2 separate regions of the Mus musculus genome follow, and region 2 is linked to region 1. The links are chromatin contacts, called in public promoter capture Hi-C maps. All regions are on one chromosome and are shown on one strand. Each heading gives the region's core, a stretch centred on a gene start, on an enhancer-like site or on the middle of the called end of the contact. The rest is flanking DNA. Distances are from core to core; before and after follow the strand shown. Region 1 holds the start of Mtfr1l (mitochondrial fission regulator 1-like). Region 2 has its middle 22 kb from the start of Man1c1.

The links. Promoter capture Hi-C pulls out the DNA fragments that hold promoters and counts their contacts.
Region 2: a contact with region 1 is called in a promoter capture Hi-C map of embryonic stem cells, with 4 times the contacts expected there. The contact joins the enhancer-like site here to the promoter of Mtfr1l in region 1. A contact is called at or near these places in 16 of 39 promoter capture datasets (the C10 cell line, the HPC-7 cell line, HPC-7-derived erythroid cells and 12 more), 12 of 15 datasets of contacts at CTCF or cohesin (CD8 T cells, the G1E-ER4 cell line, the NIH/3T3 cell line and 6 more), 232 of 484 Hi-C or Micro-C datasets (3T3-L1-derived adipocytes, the 63-12 cell line, the AML12 cell line and 122 more), 57 of 115 datasets of contacts at active chromatin or transcription factors (the 230-238 cell line, CD4 T cells, CD4 single positive thymocytes and 41 more) and 8 of 9 other capture datasets (adipose tissue, bone marrow-derived macrophages, embryonic stem cells and 5 more).

Annotation. Positions count from the first base shown.
Region 1 is chr4:134,534,083-134,536,773 of GRCm38.p6, reverse strand. It overlaps Mtfr1l (mitochondrial fission regulator 1-like), which reads left to right and starts at 1,387. Exons shown (of 7, transcript NM_029759.4): 1 at 1,387-1,524.
Region 2 is chr4:134,724,814-134,727,504 of GRCm38.p6, reverse strand. No RefSeq gene overlaps it. Among named protein-coding and RNA genes, the nearest start is that of Man1c1, 22 kb to the right of the region's middle. Within about 2 kb of position 1,369, at least 32 of the 459 cell types and tissues checked have an H3K27ac peak or open chromatin away from gene starts, as enhancers often do. A contact at or near this core is called in the HL-1 cell line, differentiating embryonic stem cells, embryonic stem cells and 4 more, where this site is marked.

The DNA of each region.
Region 1 (2,691 bases), core at 138-2,637:
CAGGGCTATCTGAACTGAGTCAACAACTCACAGAACTCTGACACCCTGCACGTACATGTAATTTTTCTCCTGATGTTTGAATAAGCCAATAGTGTGTTGCTATGCTGAATTCCACACCCCTAAGCCCCTTACCCCATAAAAACCCCTAGCTTTCCAGCCTCGTGGCCGACATCCGTTATCTCCTGTGTGGGATGCATGTCGGTCCGGAGCTCCGTAATTAAACGACCTCATTTAATTCCATCAAGATGGTCCTTCGTGATTTTTTGGGTGCACACCGAATCGGGAATTGAGTGGGGGTTTCCCCACTAGGTTCTATCAGTGGCTTTGTCGCTGATAGACTATCTGACAGTGATACCCAACAATCAAAAAGGAGCTGAGAAATTCCAGCTATCTATCTTGGCATGTGCCCTACCGGTGTTTAGAAGTAAATGTCTACAATTGTGATACAACTTCCCTGGGATTTAGCACAGTTGCAACTGTGCAGGTTTTTGTAGCCTGGAGCAATAGGCTTTACCAATTCACCTAGGATGTAGTATATTCTGTAGGTGTGTGTACGTACTCACTCTATAATGTTTGTGTAACTCAGTCACCTAAGGACACGTTTCCCAAAGAGTACCCGTTCTTCAGCAACATATAACTGTAATTTCCAGAGGACAACAATAGAGAAATAAAGCATGTATGGGTGTAGTAAGGCAGGTCTGGGCATAATGCCCATTGTGACTGCACAAAGCTGTCCACCCACGAATCCAAAAGATTTGTCCCTGGCAGGTGGGGATTATAGGCTTTGGGAGAACTGGTGAGTCAGGCAAAGCCACGTGCAGAGAAGAAAGTGTATGCCCATTAACTGGATGCCATGGAGACCGGTAGAAAGAGCGACCTTGAGAGCTTTGGTGTCTCCGAGTGCCATCAATCCACCCATCTCATTAACAGACTGAACTATGCTGCACACGTGTGTACGTGTATGAGCGTGTGTGAGACAGAGAACTTTAAAATAGAAGACAGCTATTCCGAAGCACTGGAGGGCATGCCTGAAAGGCGAAAGCAGCCATTTTTGCTGGGGGATGTATCTGGGGGAGCATGAAATGGGACGAGGGTCCAGACTAGATAGGAAAGGCTGAAATGCCAAGATGAGAGGATTCGGAGATCTGCAGCAGGAGTATGGACTATTTCCAGTGCTGAGCAGCAACACTGGCAGACTACCGCTTCCCAGAAGTTTGTTGACACTAAACACGGGAAGCAACTCCTACGGCAGCAACTAAACTTGGGAGGAAAACTCCAGCGGGATGCGCGCACAGACTTCGTGCCCTCCCCCGGAGGGGTGAGGGCGTGGCCCGGGGAGGGGTGTGGCCTCCTGGCCGGTCTGCCGTCCACTCAGAGCCCGCGTCCATTCCGGGCCCCTCTCTAGGCCCGCCTCTCCTGGGCGTGGTGCTCGCCGCGCAGCTGCAAATGATTGCTTCCGGAGGCGGGTCAGCGGAAGTGAGGGACTTCGAGGCCGGGCCGCCCGCTGGGGTAGGAGGGGCTGAGGTGAGTGTGGCGCTGGAGTCCGGGCTAAGCCCGATGCGGGGTCCCACAGGAGACGGGCTCGGTGAGCGCCCTGGGCCGTCGCCGGCGTCTCCGTCCCGGCGCAGGGGAGCACGCGTTCCCTGTTCCCGTGCAAGTTCTCGCGGGAGTCGCCGCTGTCTGCCCCCCTCGGTGAGGGCACTGGTCCCCAGGCGTAGTTGCTGGCCGTGTCACCCAGCGGTTGGGGTCGCCCCAGCCGTTGGAGCGCGGTACGCCCCGGGCCGCGCGGCGTATCTGGGACCTACGCCGGCCTGGAGGCTACTGAGCGGCCCGGCCCGGCCCGCGGGTCCAAGGGCCGCTGGACGCGCGGTAGGAACTTGGCCGACCTTGGCCCGGGCCGGGTCGCCGTCGCGGGGGTGGGGACCCGTCGTTGAGGGCGCAGGGGGCTGCATCTTGCTGGCCACCGGCGCCTCGTGAGACCCTCGCGCGCTCTGCCCGGGTGTCCGCCGGGCACCGCTGGGCTAAAGTTTCTCCCTGGCCCAGGACCTGCCGGGTCGAGGCGCTCTCGGAGCAGAGAGGGTCTGCCGAGAGTGGCCGCACGGGAAGACGCGGGCACGGCCAGCGCAGAAGGAGCTGCGGCAGCGCCGATGTGCGGAGGGAGAGCCGGGGCTGCGGAACCGGCTAGAGCGTCTAGCGGGCACGCGGGGGGCGGGGCCTCGAAGCCAAGTTAGTGTCGCCTACAGCGGTTTCTTAAAAGCAAGCCAAGTGCTTACAGCGGCTGCCGGAGGCCGGGATATGGGCCGTTCGGTTACTTCCATTTCTGTTTTGAGCACCCTCGGAAGGCGATCCAGGCTGCCACGGAGTGAACTGCGAACCCCAGGCTGCCAGGGACAGAGTGATGGATGAGCTGGGTGCTGAGGGACTGAGATAAGCTGGATAAGTTGGGTCCCACAGAGGCAGTGGTATAGACTGGGGCACAGATAGGTGTGTTGGGAGCTGGTAGCCCGGTAGTAGCATGGCCCCAGCAGAAGACTAGGGAGTGAGTATGGTCGCAGATCGTGTACTTGCCAAACTGTATTAGAGCTTGGTCTTAAGAGAGCTGGAAGATGGGGTATATCCTGCTGGCAGGACTGTGGAGTCTAGAAGAGAGTTGAAAGATTTAAACACCAGAGTAATAGAACCGGCAGCTTG
Region 2 (2,691 bases), core at 120-2,619, 190 kb before region 1:
GATGAAGCAAGACTCCCAGGAGGACTCCAGACTCTGAGGTCTCTGCAGTGGTCAAACAGGCTCCATCAGGTATTAGTAACATGTTGGGATGAGCTAGACAGCTTCACTGACCTTCTGTGTCCCCCACCAGCAGCCTGCAGCTTGCTACAGAATTCTTTGGAGAGAGGGTCTTAATATGTAACTTTCCATGCCTGGCCTGGAACTCACTGTGTAGCCCAGGCTAGCCTTGAGCTATCGGGTCTTTCTTAATCAGCTTCAAGTCCAAGCCATCACACTGGACTTGATCTACCAATATCTCTTTCTACATTTATTATTATTATTATTATTATTATTATTATTTTGGTGTGTGTGTGTGTATGTGTGTGTACACGTACATGTGCCTGCCAAACTATGTACTATGGCAGACTTTCTCTTGTTTCTGTGCTGTGTGCTATAGGCTGGCTGCCCTGTGAGTTTCTATTTAATTTTTCCGTTTCTGCCTTTCCTGTAGATGCAGGAGCTCTGAGATCACAGTTGAGCACACAACTTCCAGCTTTTTACATGGGTTCTGGATATTAAACTCTCGTCATCAGGCCTGCACAGAAAGTGCTTTTTTTTTTTTAAAGATGTATTTATTTTATGTATATGAGTACACTGTAGTTGTGAACCTTCATGGGGTTGTTGGGAATTGAATTTAGGACCTCTGTTCGCTCTGGTGGGCCCCGCTTGTTTATTATTATAAATAAGACACTGTAGCTGTCTTCAGACTCACCAGAAGAGGGCATCAGATCTCATACAGATGATTGTGAACCACCATGTGGTTGCTGGGATTTGAACTCAGGACCTCTGGAAGAGCTGTCAGTGCTCTTACCTGCTGAGCCATCTTGTCAGCTCCAGAAAGTGCTTTTACTCACCGGGCCACCCCCCAGCTTGTATTTCTGTCTGTCTGCCTTCCTGCCTGCCAGTTTTTCTTTTTTGTCTGTTCTTTTTTCTGTTTGTCCTCTTTCCTTCCTATCTGTCTTTCTTTGTTTTTTCTTTGTTCTTTCGCCTGCCTTCCTTCCTTCCTTCCTTCCTTCCTTCCTTCCTTCCTTCCTTCCTCCCTTCCTCCCTTTCTCTCTCATTTTTTCTTTTCTTCCTCCTCCTTCCTTCTTCGTGGTACTGGGGATTGTGCCCAGGGCTTTGCCTGTGCTAAACAAGTGTTCTCCCCCTGAGCCATGTCCCCAGCCCTATTTCTGCAGGTTAGGCCGATGCATCCTGCTGTCCTCACAGACATGAGCCCATGAGACTGCCACGCCCCACTTGGCCTTTGGTCTTTGGGTACACACCCTTCTCTTCTTGTCTACCTCTGCATCCTCACAATGAACCATCGTTTCCTCCAGGAATGTTTCCCAAGCTCCTCATGGTGGATGTATGACTCAGCGTGCCTGTTCCTGTTCAAGAAGGGACTTGGTACTCTAGGTCTAGAGTCATTGGCAGGTGACAGGGCTTCCTGTGTCTAATGAGTGGTCAGTGAATGTTGGGGTAAAAATGAAAGACTCACCCACCTCCTAACCCAGGACAAGTCTGGGGCCACCGTAGCTCTTTAGCGTCCTCTGGCGCCTGCCAGCAGTGGTCCAGACCGGTACTGCAGCTCACCTTTGCCTGGACCTGGTTTCCCCCTTTTGCTGCCTCAGAGATTGAGTGTAGGGGCCTGCTCATGGACCTCATTTCGAGTTGATCCCTGTGTATCTGGAGCTCATTGCGAACACGGATGCAGATGCGTCCATGGTCACCGTCCTGGACACAGAAGCAGAGCATGGGATGTCCACGGTCACTCTTTGTACCATAGGCCCTTGGCACGACCACAGCTGCAACAGTGTTGGGAGCCAGCTACACTTCAGGCCCTGGGTCAAGGCTCTGCCCTGCACTGTCAGCCGAAAAAGGAAAGGAAACAGGTCTCTAACTCGTAGACGCAGATAGTGGGGCTTCTCAGCTTTCCTGACTGCGTAGACTGAGTTCCACGGGTCAGCACCCTCTGTAACTGTCTGTTGTTCAGAGAACGCTGGATCACTGTGGAGGCCCAGACCCGTGTGCTGTGGACCCCAAGTCACGCTTTTCCAGACCCACCTTGCACCAAAGCTACTCACACGGTGAGGGAAGGACCAGGACCTGCCGTGTTCCCTGCGCATCCATTGCTGTGGACAATTGCATGGCCAGGTCAAGAGGCCAGAAGGGAAGAGCAATTTCCAAAGCTGGAGCTCTGTGCAGGGCAGGATGAGCAGGGAGAAACGCCCCTAGGGAGGAGCCCCCAAAGGGTCTATGACTAGATCCAAAGAACAAACAACAGCCGAGGTGAATGTTAATGTTAACAGGAAGCAATGGGGGCAGGCTGGGAGTGGAGTCTCCAGACAGAGAAAGGCCACCTCTGTTGGCTCAGTGCCTGAGCCCCAGAGACTGTTGCTGCCAGAGGGGCTCTTCAGCTCTGCCTCCAGGACTCTTCATAGCCTTTGAACCTATCAAACCTGTTGGCATCTCAGGCTCACCATGCCTGTGGCTGTCTCTCCTCTTCTCCCTCGCCGCTCCTCAGAGAGCTTTTTTCTGATCTGACCTAAGATGTCCCCACCACCACTTAAAAAAAAAATTCCCTCAACCTGCCCTTGAACTCTTGATCCTCATTTCTTAGTCCAGAGAGGTGGGATTACTGAAGATCTCCAGACCCCACCACCACCACCC